Regions from separate parts of the Sus scrofa genome. Here all the other regions are linked to region 1. A link is a contact called in public HiChIP or PLAC-seq data. All regions are on one chromosome and are shown on one strand. The core of a region is the stretch at or near the end of the contact, and the rest is flanking DNA. Distances in the headings are between cores, read along the strand shown.

Region 1 (4,714 bases), core at 1,286-3,785:
TATCTCTTTTAAGTGGGGGAAAGAAAGCATTTTCTGTGCCTGTTGCATAATTAAAACAAACAAATTAAAGCACTCTCACATTTAAAGTTGTAAAGGCTCAATAATCTAAATTGACAACTACAAATGAATTTTACTTTCTCTGAAGAGTGCATGAAGTAGTTTCCATATTGTAAAGTGAAATAGATTTTCATATTTCCAAAGGACTGGAAAAAATGATGAATAAAGCAAATTATTCAAACTGCCCTTCGCGAATAAATTTAACAAAAACACTGAAATATTTTTTAAAGTAATTGTATGCTGAATATTGTTTTAAAATGTCAACTCAGTGAAAAATTGTAATCAGTGTTTTGCATTTATGGTCCCCAAAGGAAAATTAGGTAATAATTCTGCCAAAAAGCCTACACTTTCGAAATACTCGATTACAATTCATAGCTACAGCAAAAGAAAGTATATTTCTTAGCTTTTTCAGTAGAGTACAGCTTAAATTTTCCTCAGTACTTACTTGTTTTACTTCAACTCAAAAATACTTATCAATTTTTTTAATTAAGTTTCTTCCAACTCAAAAAAAAACACATGACTGCGCACTATAAAAGTTTTATATTTTATGACATTTATTTTGCTATGGCCTCTAATTAATCAAAAAACCTTAAACAACAACAGCTAAAATCAGTAGAAACATTTTTCAGTATTTTTAGGATAAATATTCTATCAATTGCAGATAGGTAAAATAATCAAAAAATAAAAATGGAAACAGAAGACAATGTTATGCATTTGTGAGATAGGATTAAAATAAAACTATAAAAATACAATTCAAAAATAATTTTTAAGCAAGAACTCTGTGAAGAAGCAATCTTATTTTTCTTGCACCTGTTTGAAGACAGTAAATGATAAAAATATTCCTGCTTTTCTGAAATTTTGAAATGTCTACCTCATATGTTGACTTCTTTTTCAAAGAGTATCAAAGATTACATCAAATGAGAGTTCAACTGTGAACTCAAATAGAATTATAGAACTTATGCAGGTAAATTTCTACAAATAGCAGCTCTGTATTTGCCTTTCCCCATTTATACTGTATTTTAATGTTGACTGATATAGTAACTTCAAGCACCCTATACCTCAGTGCAACTAATAGCAAGGTAAATACAATATCAAGATTCAGTCAACAGCAATAACAAAAAATATTTTATACATACATAAATTATATAAATACACAAATTGATCTAAAGGAGATCAAGATGCATTTCCTAATGCTAAAATTTACTTAAATTTCACTTTTTTCTATGACCCCAAGTAGCAACAATTTACATTGTTCAGTAAGTAAAAAAGTGAAACTAAGTATAGTGATAAATATATGAAAAACATACCTACTAAGAGAGCTCCAACTCATGTTTCTTTAAAGAATACATCATCAACATTTTTAAAGAGAAAGACGATTACTTTAAAGTGAAAAAATAAAGTTTCACTCTAGGTTACCATCGACTGATCTATGAGGCAAAAATGGCATGTAGTATAGTGATAACAGGATTTCTTAAGAAAAAAAATCAGAGCAACCGAGATCCCACTTTTCTGCTTTTAAATTCTCTGCAGTGTGTCTATTTTTAATATCTAAAGATATTGTTGAAAATGGTTATATAAAATCTGAGGTTGTTAATATCAGATTATTAAGGTACTTCATTGCAACTTGTTAATTTAACTCAAAATATTGGAGTATAAAATAATGTATCAGCTTACAAGACAAAATTCAGTTATAATAAAATCAAAATTGACAGCTTCAAAAATTAGATGAAAGTGACTTTGAGCTTCAGCATTCCTTTCATTTCAAAAAAAATCATCATTTTTATTGTGAAAAAGCAATTAAATACAATTATTTAAAGTTATTCGGTCATGCTTATATATCAAGCACCTCTATTAAAACATTTGTTATAAATACTATCAAGGTGTTAATAGATTTTTTAAAATTATACAGTACTTCTAATATGTTTTAGAATGCTAAACACCATGGTATTAAAATATATAAAAATCTCATTTAAAAATGTTAAGCTTAATTGTGCTCACACTGAAACTTCTAGAAAACTTCATTACTTACTGTCCACTGAGTATTACTTACAGAGATTAACAATTTTAAGAATTCATCTTTTATTTATTCTGAAGTGTTTTGAATAACCCTTTCGTACTGTATACTTCTCAGTGAGATAACCATCCCTACTCTGGTCTTCTGAGAAAAACAAAAAAATCAGTAAACATTTTCCTCTAAGATTGTTCTTGTTACAGCTTATTTTAGGTGCCCACAAGGAGAAATTCATAATTCTCAAGGCAACAATATGAGGAAAATTTTTTTAAATGCTTGCTTCATATTTATGGTATAAAGTCATTATGACATGCCTGCACAACTGGTTATGGCAGCTTTCAGACATGATTTCTAATAAATTTTTTTTTTTTTTTTTTTTTTTTTTTTTTGCTCCAGGTTCTTTAGAGAAAGCTTGCCGCTGGGAAGTTGATTTTGGCCAAGTGCCAAAATCATGTGCAAAGGGGCCTCATTAGGGATTCATGGCAGCCTTCAGCACTAACAAAAAATGTGACCCAACAGGCTAAATCAGCGACTAAAATTAAAAAGTAAGAGACAAAGACAACTTACTTAATATTCCTTCCAAAGCAACATTAAACTTTTTTGGTAATTAAACCCTTGTTAGTCTAATGCAGTGTTCCTCTGTTCTCAAATGATTGTACAATTACTCTTTAAAACTTGTCAATTTCCCTTCTAAATACACTTTCTTTCTGTGGCAGTTTACAAAGATTTTGCTATATAATAAAACTCTATATCCACTATAATCAGTGCAACAGCAGAAAACAAAATCGTAAAAATGCCGACCACAGTATTCCCTTAAGATTTAAACAAACAAACAAAAAAATAAGCAAACAAATAGTACCTTTTAAACTTCTACCAAAGTGATCAGGCACACTCCAAACTCCTGTCGCTGGTGATGAATCATTCTCGCTGCCCAACTTTCCCCCCCAAAAAAGTAGATTTGATACGCAGCCTTACCTAGATGTCTTCTGGCTTTTCTGCAGATCAAAAAGTTTCCTGCCTAAGCACACAGATATTCTTTCACAAACCATAAAGGCCCTTTTATGAATCCAGCACTGTAACAGGCTGCCTTCCACACCATGTTGAGAGCCCAGTGCGTCAGTTCTCAAGATAAAATACATGGCTAATACACAATTAGTGGGAGAAGTTGCCTGCTGGAGAATTTATCTTAACGAAAGAAGGAAAAAGAGGAAAAAGCAGCTTTTTTTCTTTCTTTCTTTCTTCTTCTTTTTTTTTTTTTTTTTTTTTCTGGAAAAAGCGAAGAGGGTGCGGTCAGATGTTAGGTTTTGCCTGAGAAAGGCCCTACACTGCACTAGTACCTAAATACTAGCAGAAGCTGCCTGGGAAGAGAGCCAATGGAAGGACTTTGTTTGACCCAGCTGCCAATCTCCCCTGAAGCCGTGCGCCAGACTAAACACTCACACTATTTTAACTCAAATCAGGCTACAGCAGCTGTTTGCTTTCCGGCTCTGAACGCTGCACCCACCATGGCCTGTGTGGTTCACCCAGCGAGCTGTGCTCACTGCCTGGCTAAAATCTGTTCTGGGTTGGGAATTTTTCATTGGAGAGTAAAATTTAACCCTACTCCTAAAGATGATGTTTGTTGTTTGGCATTTGGATCTGGCAATTTGGAATAATTTTATGATCTATTAAAAGAAATGTGATATTTTATACCACGGAGGAGAACTGGAATTTGAAAGTAACAATGATTCATGCATTTTTTTTGAAATTCCAACTTCAATTCTTCTGACATATTCAAGTTAACACTAAAACTGCTACACTAAAATATCATATAGCAATAAACGAGGGCCCTACCTAGTACCTCTAAGATCAAAGATGGTACCCATTCAACCCACCCAAACTTCTTCCACTTTACCAAGATGGAAAGCTGGCATCATTGGACTGGAGACTCACATCATTCTGAGAGTTAGTACTTACTGCTTAATGCTCTGGAAAATTCCTCCAGAAGCAACACCTAAGCACACAAGTACTTTGTTTTCCTTATATGAGAAAGTACCCAGTGGTCCAAGTGATCTTTCCTAAATTTCTAAGCATATTTAGCTACCAGGCAGAGTGTGAAAATAATGTCTTAAATGGCAAAAGATGAAAATTTGCCCACTGGTAGCCTAAAGTGAAAAGGACATCAAAAAGAAGTTAGGAGAGGCATGATTTCAGTAATAAAGTGATCTGATAAAGTAGGGAGAAGAGATCTGATAATGAAAAGTTATTGCACATAACATAGGAGCCAAACATTATGTACCTGCTGAAAATAAGTCAGGAAGTCATTCAACAAAGGGAAGGGAGAGAGAAGTTGAGTGGACTGTGATAACATAGACTCACTCCTGACCAAATGCCTAATTATGGATAACAGTCATGAGAGAAGATAGCATCTTTTCATTTAAGGATTTTAATTTCTGCTGTTGCTTAGGAGTAGAAGGATGTTTCTCCATTGAGGGCAAGTAGCCAGTAAGACTTGTACTTTTTTTTTTTTTTTAACTAATAACTAATTTGGTTCACACCATAGCCAGAAGATGACCAAAAAAGAAATATTTCTAATATACTGTAAAAGCGTCTTCAGGGATTGTTTCAGAAAGTTGTTTCTTTTGCCTTAGCAGAGAGATTACTTTG
Region 2 (4,096 bases), core at 562-3,061, 130 kb after region 1:
ATCACAGGTGAATTGGATGAGAAGAATTCTTTTAAAAATGAGCAAAGTAGTATTGACTGTGATTGTTTTAATAGGATATACAGAGTTGTAATATTTTCTCCCATCGGCATTAAACCTCACTTCACAAAATAGAATATTCTCTCATTTTCTCTTTTTATAACCTGTCAACCACATGGAACACAATCTTCTAAATTTAAAAGCAAAGCATAAAACTAAGCTCTTATAATCACAACTATTCATATATATTTTCATTTGAAATATAAGTGCTTCAAAAACCATTTTCTTGTGGCAAAAAAAAAAACTAGTTAGAAAACAAACAAAAAATGCTATATTTTATGATATCTCTATCAGGCATGAAAAGAAAGACAATGGATCCAGTCCTGTGATACCTTACCAAAACACTTTAGCAGTGCTAATTTCAATGTTGCAGACACAAACAGAATAATAAAAATGCATGTGGCTCAGGAGTTGGAATTACAACTGTGATATTTTAAGGATGATTCCACTGGATTCAATTCAAATCCGAAAGATCAATTGATGTTTCATGAACCCAACAAATCTATAATAAAGCTTCCTTCTATTTCAATATTTTAAAATTAATTTACAACTAGCTGTTTAAAAGATTTAATTATTAATAGAAGCATTTTATCTAATGGATTTTTTTTAAAGTTGCACTTGATTTTATGTACCAATGATTCAATATAGAAGGTAGAATATAGAACATGGCTGAGCCAATACTGCAAAGATCCTAATTAGTATCATGCTATAGAAAAACAATGAAGTGATTCTGTCACCAATTACTGACAATTAGCCTAAGTACAACAGTTAATTTCATGGAAATAAAACCATTATAAAATGAAAGGAACAAAGCCTATCATAATTAATAGCATTTGCCTGCATTCCTCTACTGGCTATTTAATTCATGAACTATAAAAGTTTGAAACAACTTGAACAGCTAAACACATACACAAAATTCAAGAGTCTGTGTATCTGGATTTTCCAATTTTTAAGAATCTGTGGAAACGTAATTTAGCAACCGAATTATGTTTATCAAATATTTATCCCCAAACTTTAATATATCTGACACCTGGAATGTGCATTTGTTAGGTGATAAAATGTAGTATATTAAATTACAAAGAAATATCTTGTGATAGTTTGTTATGATCCTGTTTTAATGCATCTAGATAAAATAGTGAACTGCCAATAATTGCTGAAATATTACAACGTTAAAAGTCCCTGACTCCCTTGCACTTTTGTCTCACTCAAACTTTTCACTTGCTTCTTTCTTTAATGTAGCTAGGTTGTCTGTGCTCAGGAGCATGGGGGTGGCTGGCTTGCGCCCCCATGTCAATTTCATCTCACGCCTTAACTCTGCCACAAGTTTCAGAGTTGCAGTGTCATAAGGCATCATGAAGTCAAGTCAAGCTTTAAAATGTTGTTCTGGCTTCTCTTAAAGCTGAAAAGGATTCATTTTTCAAGGTACCTACCAATCAACAAAGTAAAAACAATTCAAGGCCAGTGACTTTTAAAGCCAAACTTCACAAAATGCACCCTTGCTTATGTTTTTCTAGTTTCAACAAGTTCTGAGAACAAAACTTTAAAACCTAAGAAAACAGGGCTATAGGCTACTGCCTAATAAACGGCCATGTCAATTTTAAAACTTTGGGTACACAAATGAAAACATTCTAGAGGTTTTTGGCCATGCAGAGATAAGATCCTCTCTGGGGAGACGACTAGAAACTGCTGGGTCTTTTGTGCAGACTCCTGGAATGTGCTTGCTTTTCATTTCTTTCTTTGTGTCTGGCACACTGGCCTCACAGGCAGTGTCTTAAGCCATGCAGGGTCAGGGCAAACAGAGAACAGCATTCATGGACAGATCAAGTTTATGTGAGAATCTGCTCCTCCGCTGCCCTCAATCTCCATATGAATTGTTAATAAAATCTTAGCCTGAAAGCTCATCACCCCAACAGTGGGGAAGTCATGCAGAGAATCCTCTAGTTCAGAAAAACAAGATTTCTTTATCTTTTTCATCCTTCGCCAGCATTCGTGGGAATTCTGCCATGTAACCTCTTCCTGAACCCCCTCCCCCACCCCCACCTCTCTGCACAACTCACTTGGTCGCACCTGATCATCAGGGAAGGCGGGGAGCTAAAAAGACAAAAGAAACATTCTGACACCCACAGCAAATCTACCACAACATCAACTTTGCCGCTGCAGTAATTTGCTGCTGTAAAAACCTTCAGGCAAAAGGAAATATCAATGCTTAATTTTTTCCAGTTTGTGTCAAACAGCTAGAAAGACTTTCCCATAGCTTTATGACACCGCATGAACTAGAGAGCCACAGATAGAATAAAAGGTCACATAGAAAGTGAAGAACAGTCATACCCTAATTAACTTGATCTCTCCATGCAAATACTGGACAGGAACAAGACTCGATGCAATGTTGCAGGCAATCTTGCAGTGTATCTTCTAACCTTGCTACAGGCTAGCTGGGCCTCTTGTTTCCTCTGCTTTTGCTCCCTGCAAACTGTTTTAATATCGAACGCCTTTCAGAGGGATGGGCTGATGAACGAAAACATGAATTTCCTGCTGCCCTTTAAGGTGGGTTAAAGGGGGTGCTAGCAATCAATTACAGAACAAAAGAACAACAACAACAAAAAAAATGACTTAAGAATCTAAGGAGTGAAAGTGTTACATTCTTTCCAGTTTATTTTTTTAAACTAAGTGCTTCATTTTTATTCACCCTTATCATGAATAGTAAAGAATATCTATTTCATTACAAACTGAAAGTTTACCCAGTACCACCTGAAGTCAATCTATTTTCTGCTCCAAAAGTCTTTAAATGTACTTAACTTCCATTTCACCTTGAAAATGATTTTACGGGGAATAAAAAAGTTTAAAATTTCATTGTACATTCATTTAAAATCTGTGCTTCAGATTTTCGAACTGTTGTTAACATGCAGGTGCATTTCAGAATAAAGAGTTATATTTTCTGTTCCAATTAATATCTTCACCCTAGTAAATCTTTGTTCCCTCATTTTATTTTGGTCAATAAAGCAAAATTAACTTCTAAACTCTTTGCACATAAATTGTTCCACGATATCTTTCACTAAACTTTTCTTTCCTATACTTGAATATGTCAAAAAAAGTTGAATATCATTTTAAAACAAATATTCCTAAAGTATACATAAAGAAATGTGAATTGACTAAATATAAGGCACATTTTTACCACTATATATCTTGAAATGCTATTAGGTAATACTTGAGAAGATAAAAATACATGAACACACGCAGACTCTCACACACATAGTTTCTTAAAAACAAGCAAAGTAAAAGGAACACAAGACACTTCTAAACCACTCACATAATAAAGTCATATAAATGTATTATGTAACCTATCTAAAACAAAGTCATTATTATAAATAGCACATTCATTTGCTCTCTATCCATAGGTGTCACTTTAGTATGTAAAACATGGAAATCCATAGTTCAAGGAATTCTCTTACATAAAATTTGAGCCACAGACGCTTAATAAAAATTCAATACAAAAGTAAATTTATTTCTATATTAAATGGTCCCAGTACCTTGTGAAATTCTATTTAGGTACTATGACTTTAGAAATTCATTAAAGACACAATGGAACTACAAATGCAAAATAATGTTCAATATTTTTCTTTAACATTGATGTAAGTCATTATTATAATTAATGTGAATCAAACTATTTCTAGAAACAGAAATTCCAATTGTTCTTCACAAGTTATCTAAGCAAAATTAATCTTTAAATATATAAAAGTCAGTAATTCAATGAATGTTAAAGAAATACTTGTAAAGTGATACAAATATGTGAAAAGAGTTATTTTGTAAAATGGAGAATGATCTGAAATATATATCAGTCTTGTATGAAATAATAACTCAATAAGCTAATTTTATAGCAATGAGTTTAATAATTAAATAGGGCTAAGTGAAAGTCAATAATTTTTATTCATAAGACTGTGTGTTACTGAATTAAATCACCTTAAAACTTTATTGTGTTGGTGTACACCTTTAATTGCCGAAGGAATAGCAATATTTTAGTGCAGAATGCGTATTACCAAAC
Region 3 (4,275 bases), core at 636-3,135, 160 kb before region 1:
CTGAGTATTCACGACGACCATTTACAGACTAATTTCAGACCTTAAAATAATGAAGACTGTAAGAAACAAGGCAGATAATAAACAGTTAAGAGTCGTTCCATTAGATCCAAGAAAGATACCAAAAATGGGTTAAAATCTGTTTCTAGACTATTTGTACAGCAACACCATAGCCTCCATTATATTAAAGGAGGATTATATGCCAGTTAATGGGACCCTAATTGAAATTTCGCTTCTCATTACAAGTCTATACAGCACAACTTTTAAGGTGGGCCCAGGACATATAACACTTTAAATCTAATTTAAATATATACTGTTGCAGTTAAGAATAAAACAAAAACTTTTTTGCATGTCATAATTTAATACCTCTGAAGCTTGCTATTTCTCTTTGAATCTCCAAACTCTTCAGACAGCCAATATTTCCATGCATACTCTGTAGCTATTTGAGCAATGCCACTTAACAAACACGTAACTTAAAATGCTGGCAACATGATTAAAAAAAATGTTTCTATTTTTAAATAATTGCATTATAAAGCTCAATACTTTTGAAAATACACAACCCCCATCCTGCATATTCACTGAATTTCCTCCGATCTTTTAGCCTTGTTTGTGGTTCGAGAACAGAATTTGTACTTTAGGAATGATCCAAGGTTTAGTAGCATAGAACGCAGGGTAAAACAATCGGACCAGCCATAACATAAAAGTCCTGGCCACAGAAGTGGAATCTGGTTCTTCTGAAGTGGTTGATCTTAAAAGGGAAAAGAGGAGGAAAAAAAAAAAAAACAAAAAAATGGAAAGAATTAGAATGTTTTCCTGTAGAACAGGTGAATCATCCATTTCCAAGTAAGCTGCAAGGAAAGCTATACTGAACAAAATATTTGCTAACTGGCCCCCCTCCTCCACCCTAGTACCACACCCCTTTCCAACCACCACCCCCCACCCTCTGTCCAGATCTTTACTTTGCCTTGTTAAGACTTTAAATATTCTGCTCCATGATGTAATGCATCATTATATAAGATCTCTTTCTGTTTATCGTTTGATTTTCCATACTGAATCAGTTATGGCTTAAAATAGTAAATAGTTAAAAAATAAAATAAAACAAAAAAGCAGCACTCATAAAAAGCAAAAAAATAAAACAGTCCTTAGATATAAGTCCATGCTTTTCCTTAAAACTGAATATGGCTTTACAATTTTTGACCATAGCATTCAACCAATTATTAGAATGAAAAATCTCACCCCTCCATAAATATGACATTAACATAATTATACCACCCCCATCACGGAGACCCATCCTCCTTAGGGAATACATCTGATGCTCCAAAGATGGAAATCAGTCAGATTTTAGTTGCTCTCCAACGTACCTTTGCTTCTCACTGACTGACTGGCTTTTACCCTCCACGCACTCACACGCCACCCCCTCCCCTCGGCTAGACACGGATGCCGGAGCGAGCACGCGCGCGCACAGGCATACAGACACCCAGCGAGAGGCGAGGCAAAGCATCTGATGCTGACTCAGAGCGCTTCTGTGTGCTGGGGGTGGCAGCGGCTGGTATTTTCACTGCGCTCATCATTAACATTAACTCACAGTCTAGCATCCACCCTCTCCCAGACCTGCGGGACTGCAGTATTTGCATGACGCTGTCACTCTAGCTTTTGCAGGTCAGATGATGGAAGAAAAAAAAAAACAACAGAAAGAAAGAAAAGGAGTTAAAAGAAAAAGCCCTCAGAGCCTTCATTTCTTCCAGGGTCTCCTTATTTTTCCACATTTCTACTTCCTCTGTGGCTATGTCTCAGTTGTTTGACATCTTTCCGGAAGAAACTGTCTTGTGCTTCACTGAGCCAGTAGTCAGCAGGTCCACCCCTCACCTCACACTCCGATCCCCACCCTCCCCCAACTCCCAATCAATAAGACAGATCTCCAAATACAGTTGTGGAAACAGGCTCCGACACAGTCTCATCCTGGATTCACTACCTCAGGAAGCAGGCAGCCAGGCTCACACGTGATAGAGAAATAATGCCAGCAAATCTTTAGCAGTCTTAGACTTTATTCTACGCTTTCATTCCCACCCACCCCCATCCCGGCTGACGAAAGAGCAAAAAAAAAACCCTTTCCACTTGTCTCTGAAACCCACAAACAGCTTAAGAGACACATGATTGAGGTGGATCTGTAAAGATCAATCATTTCTATTTACTAATGAAAAAAAACTATGATTTTAATAAAAATAATTGCTTAATATTTTTATTAGCTGTGCTCTCATTTCACAGGAATTACGAGATCTGCCAGGATCTGAATCATCAATATGATTTAAACTGCGCTGAAATCCTAACTTGATGGGATGAAATTAACCGACAGGGATATTAATATATATATATATATATATATATTTACTTTTTCGATTTAAGAACTTTTAAAAATAATAATAAATAGCCGTGTTGATGAATATGTATATCAGTTTTTGAGACTAGAAAATGTTTGCAGGCTATAAATATTAAAGATTAAAGATATGTTTACTTACAATATGGATTTGCACATATATGTGAAAACAATCTACTATGTGCATTGTTACAATAAGAAGTAAAAATTTGGACGCAGTCGTATGTGAGCTACAGTGTTTCATAACATAGAAGGCAGTATATAGGTATTTACCAGTTCCTTTGTTCTTCAACTGTTCCCTTTAATGATAGAACGTGGTAAACTGCCTACCTTTCTTTTCTACACAAGCAATATTTCTGAATAACTTGCCAGACAGAGCCAGCCATCAGTGACTCCGCAGCTTGCAAGAACTAGATACAAAGGATAGAAAAAGTACGATGATTCTCAAGCCAACTCTAATGCTGTCTGGTGCTGGAGAAATTTCGGTTTACCCACACAGACAGATCCCATCATGCACTGCGGCACTGCAGGACCAACTAAGGTAGCAGTCTGGCAGCAGATCTGTGGCAACAAACGTGAAGGACAACCGTTTGCAGAGGTTCCAAAGAAAACATCACACAACCCTTAAAGAGAAAGAAGCAACTGAACTAGGATATGTACCTTTACAATCAGCCCCTCCAAGCTCCTGATTTGAGAGAAAAAGGGGGGAAAGGGAAAACTTAAGAGCAAAAATAAAAAGCACAAATAAAGAAACCGTCACCTGGAGGAAGCTTGGAGTTTACACACTCTCACTAGAGAGAGAAATACAGGAAAGGAAAGAACAGGAGGGGGAGGAAGAAAAGGAAACAGAAAAGGGAGGAGGGAGGGGAATGGTGGATAAGGGGAAAAAAGGAACAGGGGAAAGAGCAAAGAATCACTGAGCATTGAAGTAACAAATAAAATAGGAAATTCGATTTCAGAAACCAAAGATTCCAGATCAGAGTTCGAGCTTAGAATTTACTGAAAACCTGTAACAGAAACTAATGCATACACAGCATAGTTTAAAATACTGATTGTTGGTAAGACGCCTGCTGACTTCCTTCCTGTTCTACGTCTGTGTACTAAACTGGTCATTTCTAAAGTCTCTTTGCTCAGATCCATCTTTTTTTTTCCTCTCTCTCTCTCCAGAATCATCTGTGTCCTTTACGCTATTTTTTTTTTTTTCTAGACAGTTGCCCACAATACTCTGGATAAATTAATGTTGTGACCTTGCCATGGCTATCGGACATAAAATGTCGACTATTTTAATAATTGAACATGTGCTTACAGCAAACTGCCTACTGATATCTTAGCTCTGTGGACAGTCAGCTTAAGCACCTCACTCCCAGCTCTGTGAATCGGAAACAACAGATGCAAATACCACTTTTGTTTTTTCCTATTCCATGCCGTCTCTGAATGTTACATACAGGGAAGACACACACATTATTTAACTTAACAGAAAGCATAAAAACATTAACCAAGGGAGTTATAAGATAAAGAAGAAAGGTTTGAAGAAAAATAATAATTATAAACGAATGGCCATGCATTTAAAATATTTATGTCTGGATCTGAGTTAGTCAGTTGCCCAGTGCCCAGGCTTTTTATCAAGACCACCTTTGAGCCAACAGGAATGTAGCCCTGATTAAATCAATATTTATTTGAAAGAAGATGTATCAGTTCAACTATGGCTGTCATAGACACAAGATTAAGGTCTCTTCTTATTCTAAACGTCTATCCATCAATACTAAAACATTCCTAAAGGACACTCTGACTACAGCCAAACTATTTACAAAATAAAAATTTCAATGTATTTTATATTTAATTTGAAGAAGCAATGCAGTGCAGTCTTCCTAGATCAATTATTTTTAGATGTTATTTGAGTTTTG

What was found. HiChIP or PLAC-seq counts read pairs in DNA pulled down with a chosen protein or histone mark.
Region 2: a contact with region 1 is called in an H3K27ac HiChIP or PLAC-seq map of skeletal muscle. The contact joins two enhancer-like sites. A contact is called at or near these places in 1 of 47 Hi-C or Micro-C datasets (skeletal muscle) and 1 of 2 datasets of contacts at active chromatin or transcription factors (skeletal muscle).
Region 3: a contact with region 1 is called in an H3K27ac HiChIP or PLAC-seq map of skeletal muscle. The contact joins two enhancer-like sites. A contact is called at or near these places in 7 of 47 Hi-C or Micro-C datasets (fetal skeletal muscle, heart right ventricle, mesenteric adipose tissue and 2 more) and 1 of 2 datasets of contacts at active chromatin or transcription factors (skeletal muscle).

What each region holds. Positions count from the first base shown.
Region 1 is chr13:181,188,327-181,193,040 of Sscrofa11.1, reverse strand. All of the region lies in intron 5 of LOC106508546, which reads right to left. Among named protein-coding and RNA genes, the nearest start is that of MIR99A, 110 kb to the left of the region's middle. Within about 2 kb of position 2,535, at least 18 of the 83 cell types and tissues checked have an H3K27ac peak or open chromatin away from gene starts, as enhancers often do. A contact at or near this core is called in fetal skeletal muscle and skeletal muscle, where this site is marked.
Region 2 is chr13:181,054,491-181,058,586 of Sscrofa11.1, reverse strand. All of the region lies in intron 3 of LOC106508546, which reads right to left. Among named protein-coding and RNA genes, the nearest start is that of MIR99A, 250 kb to the left of the region's middle. Within about 2 kb of position 1,811, at least 35 of the 83 cell types and tissues checked have an H3K27ac peak or open chromatin away from gene starts, as enhancers often do. A contact at or near this core is called in skeletal muscle, where this site is marked.
Region 3 is chr13:181,345,636-181,349,910 of Sscrofa11.1, reverse strand. It overlaps a transcript of LOC106508546 not described here. Among named protein-coding and RNA genes, the nearest start is that of MIRLET7C, 45 kb to the right of the region's middle. Within about 2 kb of position 1,885, at least 59 of the 83 cell types and tissues checked have an H3K27ac peak or open chromatin away from gene starts, as enhancers often do. A contact at or near this core is called in fetal skeletal muscle and skeletal muscle, where this site is marked.